Linked DNA regions of Mus musculus: region 1 is linked to region 2. Evidence: chromatin contacts called from public Hi-C data. All regions are on one chromosome and are shown on one strand. The core of a region is the stretch at or near the end of the contact, and the rest is flanking DNA. Distances in the headings are between cores, read along the strand shown. Region 1 overlaps Gbf1 (golgi-specific brefeldin A-resistance factor 1). Region 2 holds the start of Pprc1 (peroxisome proliferative activated receptor, gamma, coactivator-related 1).

Region 1 (3,955 bases), core at 953-3,452, 180 kb before region 2:
GTTGATAGGACATGTGCTAGCAGCCTGGCTACTGCTCCTTGTTTTGTGGCATTGTTCTTCAAACCTTTCAAGATTGTATATTTAGGTTCAGCTGCCTTGGGCACTTTTCTGAGCACTTTGCAGAGTGACATGTGACCATTCAAAGGACTGTTGCTCCGTGGACTGTTTCCTGTGGAGTTTCCTGTTTCCTCGCAGGCAGAGTCGGTGAGCTCCTGCAGCACAGGTCTGATGCTTTTGCCCTCCACAGGTAAAATGGAAATGTCCCTGTATCACAAAGGTCTTACAAGAGGGTAGCAGAAGCACTCAAGACCCCTCAGTACTGGCAGCACAAGGAGCTGTAGTAACGGTTCTGGTTGTTGATGCTTACGGGATGTGGAGATTCTTGGCTTTGGCTACTGACCTCTTAGGCTCATTAGCTAGAAATTTTACTAATATCAGTTTGGAGTTTTCTTTTTGTATTTTCTATTTAAGTCCTCTGTAGATACCTGACAGGGCATTAATTGATAATGAACTTATAAAGTATCTTCTCTTCTTGATGCTATTGGAGAATGAAACTTTTTACTGGATAAGAGGAATTCTGATTGAAAAAGCTGCTCCAAGTGCAATGGCTGCGTGAAGCTGGGGTGCACCAACATGCTATAAAGTAGGGCAACACTAGTTTTTAATTTCTCCTGGGCTTTGAAACTGCCTGCTTGAGTCTGGGCTTGGTGGTAATAGTGCATGCAGAGTAAGAACTACAGCAGATTTAGCTTGCCTGTATGCTACAGACGAATTGCTCACCGGTTCCCTCTAGGAAAAAAAAAAAAAAAAAAACCAAAAAACCTAGTGTTTAAAGCTCACACATCAAACTTGTGCTCCAGGGAGGAAGATGGCTCAGTCTGTCCTCAAGCCGATATTTGAGGACAGTCCCTACGGGCCTCATTTAGACTGCTGGCCTTGTTAAAGGGGCCTGGCTCTCCCTCCTGGATTAGGAGCGAACCTGGACAAACCTAAGGCTTAATTTAGAGGGCAGTATTCCAATCAATACAGTGTTGAGCCACTGGCAGGAGAAGAGGAACAGAAGAAACTAAATCCTAGGATAGTTGAGCTATAACATTTTATTTGTCATTTTAGTCATAGTTAGTCACCCTATAGAAATAACTTGGTACTGAGGCTGGAGAGAGAGCTTAGCAGTTAGGACTACTGCCTGTTCTTCCAGTGGATCTGGGTTCAATTCCCAGCATCCACAAAGCAGGTTACAACTGTCTGTAACTCCAGTTCCAGGGGATCTGGCACCCAAACACAGTAAGACATGGAGGCAAAACATCAATGTACATAAAAAAAATAAATAAATAAACAAACCCTTTAAACTTGCTCCTTAAAGAAAAAGAAATAGTTTGGTATATTTTTAAAGAATGTAATGCAGAGTTTATACACCCTGGCTTTGGAGTTAACAAGACCTACATTCAAATTCTGTTTTCCTTTTATTGTATGACCTTGAGTATCAGAATTTGTGGAAGTCTTCACTTCTTTATTAGTGAAAAATGAAGATGGTGGTATGGTTTCTTAGAGTTACTGAGAGAATAAAATGGTCTAAGTATGGCCTGTCTCACTAATGTTGCCCAGGCTGGTCTCAACCTCCTGAAGCTCAGATTACAGGATATACCGCACCACAATTACCATGCAGTTTACTGTTGAGGAGAGAGGCATTCAAGTTCTTTTCCCAGGCAACACAATAGCAATAGGATTTGCATGAAGTAATAGGTAGCACCTTTAGTAGCAAGCTACCCTAGCCATCTAGCAGGGATGCCCTAAGTGAGCCAACCTTTACTGCTGTTCCAACCAGGAGCCACGCACTGTACTGACAGACAGTAAAGGATTTTCCTTCTGTACCCTACCCTTAAGCTAATCTCACTTTATGTATAAGTGTTTTGCCTACATGTATGACTGCATACCATGTGTGAGCCTGATGCCCTCAGAGGTCTGAAGAGGGTGTCAGATCCCCTGCCACTGGAATTACAGATGGCTTAGATCCACTATGTGGGTTATGGAAACTGAATCTGGGTCTTCTGCAAGAGAAACAAGTACTTCTAACCATAGAGCCATCTCTCCAGCACGTTTTACCTTTTTAAAGGGGAAGTGAAATGTGATCTCAAGCAAGACAGGTTAACCCTACTTAACTGCAGAAAACAGTTCAAGCCCCTCAGGCACAGAGGTTTATGGAAAGCAGTCGGTTATTGGCCCATGTGTGGTTGGGCTGTGTTTCACATCCTCTAATCTCCCCCATAGGGGAAACTGTGCTGCAAGGACAGAAAGATGGTGGAGACTTTGTTTGACAAGGTGGTCCAGCCAGAGAGCACATACAAGAGCCCCTTTCTTCACTGGTGGTCTTGAAACTTTTTGTGGCAGATATCTACGAAGGATGAGTTTTTATGTCATTTTTGACTCTATCATCTCTGGGTACTTGTGAACATGGCCTGCAAACTATCAAGACAGTTAGAAGGAAATGTAAGTTTATGATTTCTAATCCTCAGGCTTTTGGACATTAACCCTTAAATGTGCAAGCTGATGAATCACTCGTGTTTAATCAGAGTCTAGCCACTCAACCAAATTAGAGGCAGCTGTGTAGCTCATGCCTGTCATCTCAGTTGCTTAAGAGACGGAGGTAAGAGGTTTATAGATTCAAAGCCTGGTTGAGCTACAGATGGAGTTCAAGATCAGCCAGAGGAATTTAGTGAGACCCCGTTTCAACACTGAGTTAAGGCTGATGAAGCTCAGTGGTAGAGCCCTTACCTAATACCTGCAAGGTCCTGGCTTCAACCCCCAGTACCAACCAATAAACACATTATCTTAACTAAAAAGTAGAATTCCTAAAATAACATAAGTGTTTAAAAACAAAACCCAAGTTGGGTCAGTTGGCGGACTAATAAGTGAATACTTTCCAAAATATTTTTATTTTCACTTTATAAAAATATTTGCCTTGGAGGCTTAAGAGATGTAACTCCAGCTCCAGGGGTTCTGATGTCCTCTTCTGGCTTCTATGAGTATAAATGCACACAGGTAGCATTTACACCCAAGCAAATGTGCATGCACGAGTGTGTGTGTGTACACATGCTCTCGTGTAGGTCTGAGGGCAAGCCCCTAACTTGCCTCTCTTTTAATTTCCTGTTAAAAGATTTATTTAGTTCTATTTTACATGTATATTTGTCTGCATGTATGTCTGTGTACCATATGTGTGCCTGATGCTCATGCTCTGAACTACTGAGCCATCTCTCCAGCCCTGAAATCATTTTTTAAATTTTAATTTAATAAAAACATTAATCATTATATATGTGTTTTGAGAAACAGTTTCTTTATATAGCCCTACATTGTCTGGACTCCCTACATATACCAGGTCAGCTCTCAGACTCATCGAGAACTGTTTGCCTCCACCTCCTGAGTGCTGAGATAAAGACATACACCATCACAATGGCTTCACTCTTTTTTTTTTTTCTTTTTGAGTCAAGATTTCTCTATGTAGCCCTGGCTGTCCTGAAACTCGCTCTATGGACAGGCTGGCTTCAAACTCATAGAGAACCAGCATGCACCACCACCACCTGACTTATCTTCATTCTTAAAAAATTATTATTATTATTTTCCTTTTCAAGACAGGGTTTCTCTGTGTAGCCTTGGCTGTCCTGGAACTCACTCTGTAGACCAGGCTGGCCTCAAAGTCATAGATCCACTTGCCTCTGCCTCCCCAGTGCTGGGATTAAAGGCATATGCCAGCAGGCTTATTTTCTTATTATTAATTCTGTGAAGGTATGCGTGGCGACATGTGAGCATGTCTGAGCACAGCTGTCTTCTGGGCCAGAGGTGTTGGAGCAACTGGAATTGGAGTTACAGATAGTTGTGAGCTGCCTGATGTGACTGGTGAGAACCAAGCTTGGGTCCTCTGAAAGAGCAAGTGTTCTAACCACTAAGTCATGTCTCCAGT
Region 2 (4,242 bases), core at 747-3,246:
TACAATGGCTTATGTCTTGCTCTTCCTGCCAGCCTCTTGAGCTTGTCCTCTACCATCCCACCCTTCTTCTGCTAGGCTGGCCTCAGTTCTTCCCATAAGCCATGCCTTTGATCTTCACTTCCTATTCCCTTTGAGAAAAGTTTTTCACAGGGCCTTAGGAGTCTCAATTTAAAAGGACTCTTCCATTTGTAGACTTCAAACTAGATTTCTGATGACTACATACTCCAAACTAACCTGCACTTTCCTTCAGCTTTACCCACCACTATTTATTATGTCTCTCCTGAGTTAAACTTAGGATACTGCAAGGATCACATCTGTGTGGTTTAGCAACATCAGTACTTAAATATGACACCCTGATAAATACTGAGTTGACAGACCATGTAACTTCTACTGTTGCTGGATCTTGGACCCCTACTGTCTCTCCCAGATGATGAACAGTGCTGACCACAGATGTTGTAAAAAGTTGGAGGAAAAAGGATGGTTGATCCCAGAGCATGCCCCAAAAGTCATTCCCCCCTAGGCTGTTTTGCTGGACCTAGTATTACTGGGAAGCCTGCAATCAAACCTCGTATGGGGTTGCTGTCAAAAAGACAACTAATTCCTGCTCACTTCACTGCAAACCTGATTTGAGCATTTTCGGAAGCCCAGCACAAAACATTTTTCCTGACCCATTAAATGTTCAACTACATATATTCAATAGTTCTCAAACCACCTCTCACTTTTTCCTATCTCCATGAAAAACTCCAAAAAGCCTCACACAGACACAATTCCCGAAGCTGTAGCTGAGAATTCACCCAAGCACGCCTTAACTATCTCCTCCCCAAAAAAGATGCTAGAAACAAAATGAGGGGAAAAATTAAACTAGTCACAGGTTAGTTGACACTCCCATGACCCTTGAACCACACATATGAAGGACTGCAGGCAACCAAACCGCCAATGTCTATGACACACAACTCACTCCAAGACGGTCAGACAGAAGCCTCCACGAACTCCTTTCTCCACAGCCCTTTAGTCTCAAATCCTCTAATCCTCGCCTCACACCCTGACATTTCTAGGAAGCCGACTTTGAGAACATCTGGAAAGTCCACCATCTACCGACAGAAGGCGTTGTAGACGCAGGCGAGAGAGAAAAAACTCCTAAGGCTCTGAGCAAAGTTGCCTCCAGCAGTCCCTACCTCCCTCCAGACCAGAGGTCCCAGCACAGGCTTTAGAGATGGCGGGAGCGGCTGAGACACACCCAGTTCCCGGCAGTGCAACTCCGGCGCGGATACTAGATGCCCGACAGCCTGGGACAGGAGCCACGTGGACATCCCTTCCCCGCCCCCACGTGGACCCGCGCCCCGAGCTCCCCCCGCCCCCGCCGGCGAGCCCTACCCACGTGGGCGCCCGCGCCGCCTAGGGGGAGGGGGAGGCAGACAAGTTCTCCCGGGAAATCGTCCCCCCCACACCCCACGTGCTCCGAAAAAGGAACTACGGCGCCAAGCTGGTGAAGCTCCTCCGGCATCCTTAGGAAGAAGTCTTAGCCTTCAACTCCAATCCCGAGTCCCTGACGCCCCATCTAGGGCCACCTTTCTGACGCCCGACACTGTCCCTCTGGCGTGCCCAGGAATCGCCGCAGGGTCCCTGGCTCTGCTGCCATACCCTCCGCAGACAACTTCGGTCTTTTCAGCCCTACCCAACTCCCGCAGCATCGGCACGCAAGTGCTTCCTCCCTTTCCTGTGGCGTCCACGTGTCACCGCCCGGCACACGCCGCTTTGCTGCCAGCCGCGGGCCGCCGGCCACCCTCTCACCTGCTCCGCGGCGCTCACGGAGCCCCCGGTCCCATACGGCGCTTGGCTTCGACTCGCCCAACTGCCGCCACGCACTCCACCGCCAGGGTCAGGACCCGGGCCCCCAGTCGGAGGCGGCGCGACTCGGTCTCTCCGTCCCCGGCGCGCCGCCATCTTGGCCCCTGAACACCCAGCGCTGCTCTGATCGCCGGCGCCGCCTCGCCCAGCCGATTGTGGGAAAGGAACTACATCTCCCGAAGGACACTGCAAGACTACGAATCCCAGAAGACCATGCAGCGAACCACTTTGCAACCTGGAAAAAGATAAAGGCCCTGACCTCCCTCGAGGATTTCTGGGAATTGTAGTCTATGAAGGAAGATTAGCGGGTAGTGCTGTATGCGTATTGTAGGGCTCACTTTTGACCAAGCTGCTGAGTACGCAGTAGTAAGGAAAATATCACTTTATTTTTTGTTAAATTGCCCAGATGTTAGACCTCTTTGTTTGATGTTCTTCCTCCTGTACTTTCCTTCCACCTTACTTCAAGTCGACCGCTGTTTTCAAGCAGCACCCCCAAGTGGATACTCCCAGTCTAGACACTAACCCTCAGCTAATCTCATACTGCAGCACTAGTGCAAATGTTTCTATAAAAATACCGCATCTTCCATTCTTTCGCTACAGTTACTCAGAAAACTAGGTTGGTTTCTCTCTATCAAACTTCTTTACTCCAGAATTCCTTGCCATCCTTCAAGTGTTCTTCACCGAACAGTGGCGGCGCACTCCTTTAATCCCAGCACTTGGGAGGCAGAGGCGGCAGATCTCTGAGTTCCAGGACAGCCTGGTCTGCAGAGAGAGTTCCAGGACAGCCAGAGCTACACAGAGAAACCCTGTCTTGAAAAACAAACCAAGCCAAACAACCAAACAAAAAGTGTTCTCCTTCCCTTTGTTTCTCTGCATGGAACTTCTAACCTCAAAATAGCCTTCAAGTCATATTTAATGTAGGAAAGCTTTTCTGATTATCCCAGCCAACCACGATCCTTTTCTGTATTTTTACACTTCATTCCTATTTCTAATGTTCATTCATTCGTCATATTTTCAGTTTTTTAAAGCAACACTTATTATTACGAAACCTTAGATTATTGGAGGGGGTTAGAGAGAATGCTCAGTAATTGCGATTACTTGTTCTCTCAGAGTATCTAGCATCCCTTGTCAGGTAGCTCACGAACACCAATAACTCCAGCTCCAGGTGATCTTTAGATCAGATTTTCTTTGGGGGTGGGGGGAGGGTTATTTACGTATGCATGGCATACACATATATTTGATACATTTGATTGCCAATGAGATAGCTCAGCAGCTAAAGGAACTTTGCCACCAAGCCTGAATTACATTCCCAAAGTCCATTAGAAGATGTGGTGCGGGGCTGGAGAGATGGCTCAGCAGTTAAGAACACTGACTGCTCTTCCAAAGGTCCTGAGTTCAAATCCCAGGAAACACATGGTGGCTCACAACCATCTATAATATCTGATGCCCTCTTCCGAGGTGTCTGAAGACAGCTACAGTGTACTTACATATAACAAATAAATAATAAATCTTATAAAAAAAAAAAAAGATGTGGTGCAAGGGTTGAAAACTGACTCTCTAAAGATGCCTTTGGGCATCCACACGTGTGCACCCACCCTTGCAAACCCATAAACACAAAGTCAATAAACCTATAGGTCAAAAAAAATTTTTTTAAGATTTATTTATTTTATGTATGTGAATATACTGCCACTGTCTTCAGACACACCAGAAGAGGGCATTGGATCCCATTACAGATGGTTGTGAGCCACTATGTGGTTGCTGGGAGTTGAACTCAAAACCTCTGGAAGAGCAGTCAGAGCTCTTAACTGCTGAGCCATATCTCCAGCCCTGGAAAAAAAAAAAAAAAGAACCCAAATTATTTGAAATAGTCCAAAACTGGGGGCTGGAGAGATGGCTCAGCAGTTGAGAACACTAGCTGCACCCAACCATCCCTAGCTCCAGTTTCAGGGCATCTGCCACCCTCTTCAGTCCTTCACAAGCACTTCATAAAGGTAAAACATTTATACCTACAAAAAAAATAGTAAGGTAGAACTACTAAAAGAGATTCAACATCTACTTCTGGCCTCCAAACAAATAAAAAGCACACACATATCAAAATACATAGCAAGCTAGGTCTGGTGGCACATGACTGGAACACTGCATGGGGGTGGAGGTGGCAAGAGGATTGTGAGTATATTCAAGACCATGAGCCCATCAGATAGCTTAACCCATAGAAGAACCCAAGGGCCTGAATTCTTTCTCTGCAACCTACAAGGTAAAAAGAAAGAAAAGAACTGACTTCTTCAAATTGACTGTTCTCTCTCTCTCTCTCTCTCTGTCTCTCTGTCTGTCTCTCTCTGTCTCTCTCTCTCACACTCACAGACACACACTCACAAACAAATCATGCACACAAAA

What was found. Hi-C and Micro-C count contacts between places; a contact is called where the count stands out from the background.
Region 1: a contact with region 2 is called in a Hi-C map of B cells, with 10 read pairs. The contact joins the enhancer-like site here to the promoter of Pprc1 in region 2. A contact is called at or near these places in 1 of 39 promoter capture datasets (macrophages), 1 of 484 Hi-C or Micro-C datasets (B cells), 6 of 115 datasets of contacts at active chromatin or transcription factors (the NIH/3T3 cell line, the SCID.adh cell line, embryonic stem cells and 3 more) and 3 of 9 other capture datasets (adipose tissue, liver and pancreatic islet).

The regions. Positions count from the first base shown.
Region 1 is chr19:46,238,673-46,242,627 of GRCm38.p6, reverse strand. The region is part of intron 3 of Gbf1 (golgi-specific brefeldin A-resistance factor 1); the gene reads right to left. Among named protein-coding and RNA genes, the nearest start is that of 4833438C02Rik, 65 kb to the left of the region's middle. Within about 2 kb of position 2,202, at least 26 of the 459 cell types and tissues checked have an H3K27ac peak or open chromatin away from gene starts, as enhancers often do. A contact at or near this core is called in B cells and pro-B cells, where this site is marked.
Region 2 is chr19:46,054,293-46,058,534 of GRCm38.p6, reverse strand. Pprc1 (peroxisome proliferative activated receptor, gamma, coactivator-related 1) reads right to left here and starts at 1,996. Exons shown (of 14, transcript NM_001081214.1): 1 at 1,792-1,996. The coding sequence starts at 1,944.